Linked DNA regions of Rattus norvegicus: all the other regions are linked to region 1. Evidence: chromatin contacts called from public Hi-C data. All regions are on one chromosome and are shown on one strand. The core of a region is the stretch at or near the end of the contact, and the rest is flanking DNA. Distances in the headings are between cores, read along the strand shown.

Region 1 (4,348 bases), core at 887-3,386:
GCTCAGGAGAGGAGACGAGGCTCCTAGGTATTAAAGAATAATGGGTCCAATGTTAACTTCTTCAAATAGACCAGGTAACGCCACAGAGGGCCAAAGGTCGCCTGCAGTCCAACCTCTGTCCTTCCCTCTCCCAGGGCCCATTGAAATGTCTGAGCAGAGTTCAGACATGGTGGCTGACTATCCAAGGGATGGGACAACATAGGATATATAAATGCTGGGGACTCCACTGCTAATTCTTTCAACCTGGCTGTTTTGTCTTGGTCCTGAGTTTGAGGAGTCCCTGGAGAATCGAAGCAAATAGAAACTGAATGGTAATAACTAGCTCACGTTGTGCTAAAGCTGCAGTCCCACATCGCTGCTCCCTGTGGTGCTGTGACAAAGACGACTTAAAGAAGGAAAGCTTAACTCAGCTCACAGTTGCAGGGGGCACATAGTCCATCGTGGAGGAGAAGGCGGCAGGGCTGGGGCATGAGGGGGAGCAGTAGGGTACTGGTCACATGACAACACAATCAGGAAGCACAAAGAGATGGATGTTGGTGCTCAAGTTTTCTCTCCCTTCATTAGTTTGGGGCCCCAGCCCCAGCCCAACAGTGCCACCCACATTCACAGTGGATCTTCCGCCTCCATAAACCTAACCTCGATCCTTCACAGGTACACCCAGAGTCTTGTTTCCATGGTGACTGTACTGGCTGGTTCTGTGTGTCAACTTGACACAAGCTGGAGTTATCACAGAGAAAGGAGCCTCCCTTGAGGAAATGCCTCCGTGAGACCCAGCTGTAAGGCATTTTCTCAACTAGTGATCAAGTGGGGAGGGCCCAGCCCATTGTGTGTGGTGCTGTCCCTGGGCTGGTGGTCCTGGGTTTTTTAAGAGAGCAAGCTGAGCAAGCCAGGGGAAGCAAGCCAGTAAGTAACATCCCTCCATGGCCTCTGCCTCAGCTCCTGCTTCCTGACCTGCTTGAGTTCCAGTCCTGACTTCCTTTGGTGATGAACAGCAATGTGGAAGTGTAAGCTGAATGAACCCTTTCCTCCCCAACTTGCTTCTTGGTCATGGTGTTTGTGCAGGAATAGAAACCCTGACTGAGACAGTGACTCCAGATCCTGCCAAGTTGATACTCAAGAGTAATCATCACAGAGGGACTGGGTGCCTGCCATGGTCCAGGGATAGGAGCTCTGGCTGGGTGTCACAGAGGTCTCATGTCTGTCATCAGTGAGGAGAGTCCCAGCTGAGAAGGGAAACAGCCATTTACAGAATTTCATTTAACCAAGATTACTGTTGACTCACCCAACCCCATAGACCTTCCTTCCTGGATCCCCAGCTCCTCCAAGAGTCCTCCATATCTGCCCCCACACAAGCTACCCACAGTTGACCCCAGCAGCTCCAGCTTCTCCACCTCTCTTGGCCCTCTTAGGCTGCTGACACACCTGTTGACACCATCTGGCTGCTTCCTTGAGGTGCTATTCTCTCTCCAGCCTTCCTGGTTTCTCTCAACCTCTGGTCATGCGACTGTACCCTCCACCTGCTTCCTCCTTCCCCAGGAACTGAGGAACCCACTCAGCCCTGCAAACAACTTCTAAAACTCCATCCATGTCCCACCCGGCTTGCAAGTGACAGGCCCTGACACCAGCTCTGATATCCATGGGCCCAAGTCTCCCCATGCCTCCAAAAGGACCCCAGTGCACTCTTCATATTGACCTCCCTGTGCTCCTCCCTGCACCTCTCACCCCACCCAACCATCTACCGGTCTTACCCCACACAACTAATACCATGCTAGAGTTTAAATCTAAAATGTCTGTCATGGCTCGAGCACTTGGTCCTTAACCGGTAGCACTGTTGTGAAAATTCAGGCCATATAACCTTTAAGAGTTGGGCCTGGCTGACAGAAATAGGTCACAGGGGAGAGGCATTGAGGGCTACTGCCCAGTCCTGTTTCTCGTCTATCTCTGTCTCCTGGTCACCTGCCTTTATTTCCTACTAACACAAGGCTCCCTGTACCATGCCTTTGCCAACATGGTGCCCTGAAATCACCTAAAACCTTGTGCTGAAATAAACCCTTCCTCCCTCAAGCTGTTTCTGCACTGTCATCCAGGGAGAGGTCACCGGTACATAGCAACAGCCTTTTCTGCAGCTCTTCCCTGTGTAGGGCAGAGTACCGTGTGACTCACACAGCCAAAATAATGTGACCCTCAAAACAACCCTGCACAAGGCCAACAGTTCACAGCTCTACAGATAAGGGAACTGAAGCAGAGTGTCTACCTACCTGAAACCATATAAGCAGAGGCAGAGTTCACCTTCAGCCCAAAGCTATCTGACTCCAAGGCACTAGGCTCAAGTAGATAAACAAGCTTGTTCCTACAATTACCCATAATGGTTCAGTATTTTAGCATTAACCCAAACTGGCACATTGTGAAGATTTTGAGGCACAGTTTTCCTGAGTTTTAAAAAAAAAGTTTTCTGATTGACCTTGGAACCTGGGAGGGAGGGTGAGACATTAAGTCATCCTGCCATTAAAATTAAGTTCAATCACCCCTAATGGAATGTCACCTCCAAGATAGCCATTAAAGCCACCGGCCTAACCAACTGGCAGGCCCCGAGTATATCACCATTATCCCGTCCCCGTAACAGTCATTTGTCCGAGGCCCCGGGAGACTCTGAGTACTGCTGTCAATGTCATGTGGAGGAGAGACATCTGCTGCTTCCTCCCATGCTCCATCAGTGCGGTCAGGAACATGGTGAGAAGGCACAGTGCGCAGACCCAGATGTCACAGGCTTTGACCTTGGGCTACCAGGATAGAGCAACCGGGGTAAAAGAGGCCGCCTCGTGGTGTGGACTTGTGTGACTGTCACAAGATGATGTGGCAGCCACTCAGAACCGCCAGCACCTGCTGCTCTCTAAGGGCGGCAGCTCCAGCCTGACTGCATTGTCCAGCCGAGTATTTTGGGGGGAGGTGGGGGGTCCTTGCTAACAGGCTTACTCTGGGGACCTTCCGTCTCTGTCTTTCTGCTGAGGCAAAAACTACAGGCAGGTCACCATGTCAACCTAGCGTATACATGGGTCCTGGGGACTCAAACTCAGGTCATCAAGCTTAAGAGACAAATGCTTTACCTGATGAGCCATCTCCCCAGACCCTATTATTGACTTTTTCTAAGCTAGCAACACAAGAAATGGCTTTTTCCATGACATTGGGATGTGTACACAACACCATGCTATGTTCTTTGGTGTGTGGTTCTGAGGTATGATGTAGCTCAGGCTGGCTATGAACTTTTGTAGCAGAAGATGACTGTGAACTTCTGATCCTCCTGCTCCCATGTTCAGAGTGCTGGGATGATAGGTGTGTCACATCCAGCTTGTATTTCATTCCTATTTGCTGCTCCACTGCCTGCCCCATCTGTCTGGCACCTTTCCTTCCCAAGAGAGCCTCTCCTTCTGCTCTCACACCATATGAGTTCCATCACCCTCTCGTCTCCACTGTACCTTTCCTTGTCTCTCCTCTCAGAGCCCCCTTTGTATTTTCAGCTCTGAACTTTGGTAAAAACAAGCAAATGGGGAAACTGAGACTCTACTCAGCCAAAAGAAAAATGCATTAAACACACCTGTCAATCACCAGAGGCAGGGCCAGAGAAGGTTGGCTTTCTCCTCAACATGGTGTCCGTGGACAGCCACTTTGCTCTCCCTCACTGGAGCCCCTTACCCAGTAGCTAGAAACACCATGCCTATCACCACCTTCTCCACTAACGTAGTCTTTGTAATAATTAAAGAGAACCGTGTTGGGCCATGGAGATGTCTCAGCAGGTAAAGGTCCTTGCCTCTAAGCCTGAGCTCAGACCTGCAATCCCTGAGACCCACCCTGGGGAAGGAGAGAACCAACTCCTGAAGGTTGACCCCTGACCTTCACATGTGAGCAGTGGTACAAACACAGCCCGTTCCATGTCTGATGTGAACATTTCCTTACCTAGAAGAAGATGAGCACTACCTGGGTCCAGAATGAGGCAGGTGTCTCCCCAGAGAGTGTGTGATGACCCCTCCACATCTTCTTCCCCTTGGACAAATTGTTTAACTTCCATGAAACATTATTTTTTAAAAATCCCGTGTGGAGTATGTATTACCTGACCTGACTCTCAGGATATGGTGGCCACGTTCCTACTTCTTCTTCCAGAAAACTCCTATGTATCTTTCAAGATATGAGGCAAAGGCCACCTCTTCCAGGTAGCACCCTAGCTCCCTAGCGCTCTGAGGTAGATGCCCTTCTGTCCCCTGGAACACTGGGTGTTCTTCCATTGTGATACTAATGGTAGGTCTCTGTAACTCAGTGGCGATCTCCTGGCCAACAGGGTGGGTCTTGGATTCCT
Region 2 (4,348 bases), core at 855-3,354, 76 kb before region 1:
ACCCACTACTTATTCTCGAGAATGAATGACCGTGCGACGCATGTTCTGTGCAGCAGAGACATGATCACAGTAATGTAGGGGATAACAACCCCATGTACCATGGCCTCGGTGATTGATCTAGGCTTTCCATTAAAAGTCACTTAATCCTCTTGATGGTTCCAAGAGCACTGTTACCAGCACCCCTGTGCAAAAGAAGAGAGAGTACCGGGCTGACAGTTGGCAGAGGGTAGAGCAGACTTAGCACCCAGGATTCTCCCTTGGATGCTGCTTTCAGGACTAGGAAAAGGTTGCCACTCTGTTGAAGGCCAGGTGCCCCCTTGGCCCTTTGATCTGTGTCAGCTCGCTTATTGAGAGGAGTGTCTCTCTGTTATGTCCAGGCTTCTGCACAATAGCAAAGAACTCTGTTTGTCTGTCCTACTACCCTGGCACCGGTCAGGACCCGATTGCATGAACTTGACCTTGCAGCTAAGAGTATGGAGATGCTATAAACAAACCAGCCCCGTATATTTGGCTCAGATGCACAAATCTAGCCAGCGGTGGGAGGGGCATGGGCTCACAGAAGGCATGTTCTGCAGAGGACAGGATCATCCACCAGATTGCTCTTCTTGCTGTCAGAGGATCCCTGGTTTCACTTAGGAGAAGAGTGAGCGAACTCCCATAGGTAGATAGACTGCTCAGGTCTGCTCCCCTTTGAGTCTAACCCTGTTGATTCAAAACACAGCTGGCCTCTGAGGAGGGGATCACCAGTTATCTTGGTACTTTTAATCCCTCCCACCACTACCAATAACCAGAAGCAGAGGGAAAGCAGCCCTAGAGTCCAATAAGGGGGCCATTTCCCTAGATTGTTCTAGAACTTAGTTCATGAGGCAATAACCAGGCCCTAGTTGGCAAGATCAGCTCTAGACAAGAGAGAGTAAAGGGCCAACCCAAATCTCCCTGGGCCCCCAGGGACGACGGATGGGGGAGAAACCAACCGCCAAGTTCCGCTCATTTCACAAGCTCATGGCAAACCCCAGAGCGTTGCTTTGTTGCTTAAAAACGATTTAATTTTTGCAATCTTCCAAAGAAAGCGGGTGCCAGAGTGAGAATTGATGTTTGAAGAGTGATGTCTGTGAGGTGGAAAGCTGACAGCTCCTCTCACAGGAGGGCAGCTAGCAGGCATGGGGACATGCATGGTCTGGGGTCAAAGTTATCCATGACTTGTCCTTCTCATTTCATAGGACCTGGCTCCCACAAGGAGCCAGCCTCCCACTGTAAGACCAGGACAGCCATCTTCCTGAGATCCATCTAGAGTTCAGCCACTTCTTCCTCCTCCTGGATCTGACAGAACTCAGGCCCCTGCACAAGTTCTTTTTCCAGTGAGCGAGCTCCGTATCCTCCGGCCTAATGGGGTGGCAGGAGAAGAGTAGGCCTAGCCTCAGGCAGCCTGGTCTGAACCAAAACTCGGCCCTCAGATCTGTTGTTCAGCTCTGAGGGTGTCCTCATGCAGTTGGACCTGGGCTGTCTTTGCTGGAAGGGGAGAGGAGTGGTATTGTTCCCATGTGGTTGCTGGGCCACTGCACAAGACAACTGTTCTGTGAGGAACCTCACATGACAGCAGGGCCCACATAGGACTTGGTGAGGAGTTGTTCTCTTGCTGTGTTTTCTATTACTGCCAGCACGAATAATACCCTCCAGGTGGCCTCTCTCAAGGGGAGTCATTTACTGGCCAGGGACTTTGGAACTTTATTCTGACAGGGTGGGGGTTGGGGATATAGAGCAGGGGCAGGGGGCACGTGGTCTCAACCTGACCCTTTAAACTCTGGAGCTTACACCTCTCTTCAGAGCCCTCTATTTGGGTCATAGAGGAGCCAGGATTTCCAGGACATGTATGTCCCAGCAAGGCTGAGTCTGTGGCTGGATCCCTGATCTCTTACAAGGTTTTCACACTGCAGTATAAACAAGGTTCAGGGCCCTGCCATGTTTCCCTGAGGCCACTGGAGGCTGGAGCTACCCAGAGGAGACACCCTCATCTCTGTACTCAGAAGGTTAGGTGTGCACAGATGACTTGGGTCACTGGTTGTGGCTGAGGGCAACCTGAGAACACGTGGCAATGTCCTCCCTTGCAGCCTACATCTGGACAGAGTGGCCTGGACACACCGGCTGTGCTCGCACTGTATCTACCCACTATCAGTGAGGTCATGTCTGCCCACGGTCATTCGGGTCAGTCATGTTTCCTCAGGTCTGATGAAATGACAGGCTGTTCTTACAAGGACACCCACGTAGCTGAACAGAGGTCACTACTGTCCTCTGAGCAGGCCCTGCACATGGACACCACTGCGGTGACTGTCATGGAAGCCAAGGAATCAGAAGCAGCAGGTGAGGCAGCAAGTCATCTCCCACGAGGAGACGGGGAGATCACCCCCAAGCCAGCACAGATGGTTGCTGGGGGAAACCTTCGTTTGATCCCCAATAAATAATATGTGACAAGCTATCATTCCTAAGAACAACTGTCGCACCCTTGTGACCTCGAGGGTCTCCGTTGTATGTTTTAGCTGAACGCCAATGCTCTGAGCAGTCAAGGTAGAACCTTCTCCCCAGCAGCAGATGGACATGGGCAATACTAGTTCTGGGAGAGGAGCAAGGCACAGTATATACAAGTCCAAGGCAAGCCATCCTAACCTTGATGATCTCAAATACGCCAGGGTGACTGTACAAAGTAGCGATGGACCAAAGGAGAATCCAGGTAGCTGGTCACGCTGGAGACCCAGTGCTAGGTGCTGTTTTAAAAGCTTACTGCATGTAAACTCACTTAAGCCTTATAAAATATTATTGTGGCCATTTTACAGACAAGGAAACTGAGGCTCAGTAACACAAAGTGAGAAGAGAGCAGCCTGGATTTAGGTGCCTACAGTCCATGTTCTGACCAAGGCCAGAGTGGGTGACCTCGACACAAGGCTAAATAGGTGAGGTGTATCCTATAAAGTCAAGAATCTAAACTGCCTGAGGGGTCCTCGACTGTAATCCCAGAACTTTGCCAAGTGGAGACAGGGGGACCAGAAGTTTGCCATTCTTGAAATCAAAGCGAGTCTGGGTGATGTGAGACATCACTTCAAACCAAAAGGCACTGAGGTGGGAGACTCTTCCCAGCTTAGAGCAGGGACACTAAGTGAGTTACCTCCCTGTGAGAAAAGGCTGGTCCTGTGCTGCCTCCTTCCTGATGCCTCTGCTCTACAAGAGAACCCGCCTCACTCCTGCTCCACAGAATGGAGTCTCGCAGGGGTGAGTCTCAGAGTGCCCGCCCCGTGCCCCCAGACTCTGTTCCCCAGCACAATTGTGCAAGCTTCTATTACAGCAAGTGTGGAGGTCGCTCTCGCGGTCAAAGGTTTTTAACTGCAAAGGAAGAGGAAATGTATGTCAGAAAGATGGCACTCTGCCAACCCCACATTCGTGTGGGGGATCTCACATGTGAAATGGTTCTTTGGAAGAAGTTGGGTGCTCTGTGTTCTAGGGTGGGGTGGGGGTGGGAGGGCAGGATGGTTTCTGTGAAGGTTGCAATGTAGCAGGGTGGGGACAGCCCCAAGACAACCTGAGGGAAAGTGAGGGCAGATGAAAGGCTGTAGGGATGAGGAGGAAAGGACAGGGGACAGAGGGAAAGAGTAACGAAGGAAGATGCTGGCTTCAGAGAGTGACACCTCTCTCAAGAACAAGGAGGCCACATGGTATCGAGGATCTAATTTCTGAGACCTGAGAGTTCCTGAACATGTGCTGGGCTGTGCTCCTGCACTCACTCCCTGTGGCCCTCCAGGTCCACAGTGATCAGTGAGCACAGGCAGAATATGCCGGGCATGCTCTGTGGAGTTCACCCTCTAGGTCATTCTCTCTCTTGCTGCCCATCTTGTCTTGAAAAGGCCTTGAAGCATGACAGAAGGTAAAGCGGGGGACCTGATGGATGCCAGCTACTCCCTCGGCCAGCTACTCCCTCGGCCAGCTACTCCCTCGGCCAGCTACTCCCTCGGCCAGCTACTCCCCCAGCTGACCTTAGGAGGTAAGAGGAAGTCTCAGGGTAAAGAAGACAGGAGTCTTTTGGGTCCTCTTCTGCTGCACGCATACTGATTCCTTGAGCACATACTTCCCCGTGAAGAAAAGTAGCATGTCTGTCCCATGAGGTGCTGCGAGTGTAGCTCAAGGTGCTGATTTCTTCCTTAAGGAATGTCTGAGGACCAACTGTTGGGAAGAACACCACACTGTTGGGCATCAGCACAACAAACAGAGACCTTGCAGCTGAAGAATTTGAGTGGAGGGGCAGATTAAGGATACGGTATTTTCCTGAGAACACAGCCCCATGGGGCCATCCCTGAGGTAGTCT
Region 3 (4,348 bases), core at 1,073-3,572, 79 kb after region 1:
TGAGAACTTAGCAGAGGACACACAGAAGCTGGGTCAGGCAGTGTGTACCCTTGTGATCTCAGCACTGAGGTGGGAGCAGGAGGATCCGAGATGAAGGTCAGCCTTGGCTACTCAGCATGCTTGGGGCCAGCCTGAGCTATGTGAGCACTTGTCACACAGCCTCTACACACACACACACACACACACACACACACACACACACACATACACACACACACGTACAAACCACACCCTAATACACACATACACCATACACAACATATACACACACCCTACACTCCCCCACAAACAATTCACAACACAACACCCACACGTTTACCCACACACCCCCATACACACCATACACAAAACACCCGACATGCGCACACGTGTCTCGCACACACATCATGGCTTCCCAGCTGCTCAAAGCCACAGAGCAGAACCGAGATCTCCCACAAGCCCCATGGCAGGTAACCATGCAGGCTGACCTGCTAGCCACAGGCCGCACGCAGCTGCTGTGGTTGACAGCACAGCTCCATCCCTGGCATGCTGTCACCTCCTGAAACAAGAGTGAAAGTCACCACATCCTCTGCTCCCTTCGGAACCCCTAAACTGTGGCCCTTGGTGAAGAAGGCCCAGGAGGGAACAGAAAGCCCGACGCCTGTCACTCCAGCACCCAGGTGCAGCTCTTTAAGCTACAGATAACTGGGTGACATCACCCAGCTGTTATTATCAGCACTGTGATTGTTTACTTATCTTCAAAGAGAGTCCCAGACTGGTATCTGGTGACTAAATGGAGGTCAGAGATCCTCTGACATCAGTCATGCCCTACAGGGGCAGGCCCGGTGACAGTTGCCAGCTCTTGGTGACCATGTGAAAACTTTGAGCCTCTTCCTGCTCAGCGCTTCTCCCAGGTTCCACACATGCCCTGGCCATGAGGCAGTCCCGACGGCCGCCAGTCACCACGCAAGCACATAGACGCGTGGGTGTCACCTTTTATTGTTTTCCAGAACATTCTCTCTCAAGTCCAAACATTGCCACATCAACACCACCTCTTAGTGAATCTGCCCTTTATGACCCAGCACAAGGCACAAAAGGCATCAGACTGGTATTTCCTCTACCCTATAGGGATTTTTTATGGGGTTTTTATTTGGTTTCGTTTTTGGTGTGCTTCTGAGAATCGTCCTTTTATTCTTCCGTTTGGTTGTGAAGTACACTCTCCAAGGAATTCTGCTCAAAAAGAAATCACACAGCTGTTACCTGAAGCTCGACCTCCAAAAGGAGACCTTCACCCACCACCACATCCTCCCAGGAAATAACAGCTCAAAGGACAGATGAGCCCACGCTGGGGCCCTACTCCTCACTGCTGGGCTCTGGGTAAGGCGAACAGGGACAGGAAGGCCACATCTTCATGCTGGGACTCAAGAAGAGCCTCATTGTCTGCCTTAGGCAGGGACCTGCTCATCACTTAGCCCAAATGTGAGCAATTAGATCAATACTCTCCGTACCACCTCCATGGATGGGCCACTGACACTTGCCTGGCCCTAGCAAAGGCCACCAAGGCTATTTATGTCTGGGACTTTGAACTTTGAGTCACTCCCCAGCAGCGAGGCATGTGTGTGGTATCGAAAGCCGCCATCTTCTACATGGCCTACCATGGTAGAGGAAGTTTCTCAAAGACCAGTGATTGGAATCAGAGTTCAGAGGAAGCTGGCGTGAGAGCAAGAGCGCTGCCCTGCCTGTCACTGCACCAGAAGCTCCAACCGCTTCAACTCACATCATTCTCACTGTGGCTAGATGTCTCCACCAACTTGAGGTGACCATTGCTAGGCTGAGCTAGACCAGCCAAACATCTGCCTGTTCATGCAGTGTGTGTGTATGGAAGGAAAAAAGAAGTGAGAAAGACGTGCTGGAAGATCACAGCACTAACCATTTAAGGCGATGATGGGTAAGCAACAAGGGCCAGGGCACAGAAGTGTTCTGTAGAGGAGTCCCAGGTCTCCGTCGGATGGGTAATCGCACCACTGGGCACATGGAATGCTCTTAGGGCACGTTATAGGTGGCAAAAGCAACACAGTCAGCTCTGCACTGTCCGTGGAGAGTCCTTGTCTGATTGCCCTAACCACGCATTCATCCTCCTAGTACCGCGTCACCGACCTAAGGGTTAACTGATGCCCAGGGAGATGGCCTCACTATCCACCTCAGACCTAAAGCTGACTCTAGGCATGAGGATGCCCTGATCTGGGCACAGCCCCCAGAAAGCTCTGCGCTCTGTCCACTGACCACAGGAAGGGCTCCAGTTGAGTCAGAGGGGAGTCTGGCTCATGGTAGGGCTGCAGGATCCAACCTAATCCCCTTACTCATCCAAAAGGTCACTGGAGGGCCAGCAGCCTTAGGGGGCAGAGCATCAGTGTTGACTTCAAGTTCAAAGAATCCACAGAAGGCCACACAGTGCCCCCTGGCTCCAACCTCAGAAATGGAGCCGACCCTGACTCAGAGAGGAAACAAATGCTGACTCACCCTCTACTTCCTCCTCCTGCCCAGCTCACCCAAGACCAGCACTGGCTTCCAGAGACAGACAGGTGACCCCTACTTGGCAAGCTGCAAGGGGCCCACTCTGCCACGGACCACCAGACCTAGACTTACTATGGCCCTCACCCTCTGGATCTTCCACACAGTGTTTGGCTGGTAATGGCACTGTCCTGTCCTGTCCTGTCCTGCCTTGACCTTGGCTGTGTTATTCTTCACTTCCCTGTTCAGTGTACAGCCACACTTTCCAAACATCATGAATCATCAGTACAGAGCAACGGCCACTTAGTAAAGCAGGAAACCGCTGCACGCCAAGCTTGGACAGAGAAGATCTCTGCTCTGGCCTCTCCTGCCCCCCTGCTCGCTGTGACACAAAGCCAACAGTGGAGGTCCTGGCGGCTATTGCACCCCTGGGTACTCAACCCCTACACCATCAGCCCTCACACTGGGCAGCATCTTCTGAGTTCAGCCTTCCATGACTGAGCTGGCTAAAGTGAAGCTGGTCTCTCCCAGTCTCAGAGGGAGGAAAAGAGGTCAGCTCCTTCGAAACCCTGGCTGTTAGAAAGACTGGATCCATCAGATAGCAAAGCCGTCAAGTGGACGTGGGGCTTCCTCTTACAGCCTTGCAGTTATGAACAGAGGTCACTTCTGTCCTCAAAGCCCCTGTAGACTAGATCATGTGCTCTCAGGATAACATTCAGCAAGTTCTCAAAGAATGGTCACTAGTGAAGCCCATACACAACAATCAACAATGAAGACTGAAGAAATGGCTTAGTCTATAAAAGTGCTGCCAAGCTTGAGGACCCAAGTTCCAATCCCCAGAGCCTGCATAAGAAGTCAGTGTAGCACAGCACTCCACTCTGGGGAAGCAGACTGGAAGAGCCTGTTTGCTGACATCTGGACTCTCTGATCTAATGAGCTCCACATGCAGTGAGCTCCCCGTATCAAAAAATAAGGCGGAAAGGTGACTGAAGACACCATTCGTGTTGGGCCCTGTCTTCCCTGTACAATCCTGTTAAAAACAAAGCAATATGAATATGAAGTTTCTCTGATAGGTCATATCTATCCAAGATAGACCCCCATGTGCTCTCTGTCCCCGTGGTCTAGACTTGTTTTTCTGAGTTCTATGAGGGAATAACACATGGCTACATTCTCTTAAGCAGCCTCTATGTGGCAGCTGGATGGATCAGGACAGATGACCAGGGTCAAGGGTAGAGACAGGCATGGCAGACCTCAAGTGCCAAATATCCACTATGGTAATCAAATCCCAGATTGCAGACCTTGTGGAATTAACTAAATTAGCCACCACAGACCATGGCTCTGGGTAGCCAAACAGATCCAAGTTATCTTTAAAAATACATAAATCACAGTGCTCTAGCCTCTCAAGTCCGGAAACAAATTTTAGACCCTTAGAGATAATAGAAATGTCACCTAAAAACAAAACAAAACAACCTGTTCCTAGAGCTGGAGAAAGAGATCAGTGGCTAAGAGCACTGGCTGCTCTTGTAGAAGACCCAAATCTGGCTCTCAGGACCTATACAGAGAGGCTCAAAACCATCTGTAACCCCAGTTCCATGGAATCTTCTTCTAACCTCCACAGGTACCCAACACACACATGGTGCACATACACACATGCAGGCAAAAGACTCGTGGACATAAGATAAAAATAAATCTAATAAAAAATTTTCTGATATCTCATCAGACATCTGGGAGAACCAAGGTCCGGATGACTTATCGAAGGTCACACAAGGTAGAACAGAGCCAAGAGAGCTCACATCCCCTGGCTGGTAATTCAAGGTTGTTTTTATTTATCGTAACTGTCACTGCAGTGGGTGGATGT

What was found. Hi-C and Micro-C count contacts between places; a contact is called where the count stands out from the background.
Region 2: a Hi-C map of liver shows a contact between it and region 1, with 4 times the contacts expected there. The contact joins two enhancer-like sites. A contact is called at or near these places in 2 of 12 Hi-C or Micro-C datasets (kidney and liver).
Region 3: a Hi-C map of liver shows a contact between it and region 1, with 5 times the contacts expected there. The contact joins two enhancer-like sites. A contact is called at or near these places in 4 of 12 Hi-C or Micro-C datasets (hepatocytes, kidney and liver).

Annotation. Positions count from the first base shown.
Region 1 is chr19:71,656,090-71,660,437 of GRCr8, forward strand. No RefSeq gene overlaps it. Among named protein-coding and RNA genes, the nearest start is that of Tomm20, 170 kb to the right of the region's middle. Within about 2 kb of position 2,137, at least 9 of the 93 cell types and tissues checked have an H3K27ac peak or open chromatin away from gene starts, as enhancers often do. A contact at or near this core is called in liver, where this site is marked.
Region 2 is chr19:71,580,022-71,584,369 of GRCr8, forward strand. It overlaps LOC134483665 (a long non-coding RNA gene), which reads right to left. Exons shown (of 3, transcript XR_010060528.1): 3 at 1,030-4,206. Among named protein-coding and RNA genes, the nearest start is that of Irf2bp2, 120 kb to the left of the region's middle. Within about 2 kb of position 2,105, at least 6 of the 93 cell types and tissues checked have an H3K27ac peak or open chromatin away from gene starts, as enhancers often do. A contact at or near this core is called in liver, where this site is marked.
Region 3 is chr19:71,734,844-71,739,191 of GRCr8, forward strand. No RefSeq gene overlaps it. Among named protein-coding and RNA genes, the nearest start is that of Tomm20, 95 kb to the right of the region's middle. Within about 2 kb of position 2,323, at least 41 of the 93 cell types and tissues checked have an H3K27ac peak or open chromatin away from gene starts, as enhancers often do. A contact at or near this core is called in liver, where this site is marked.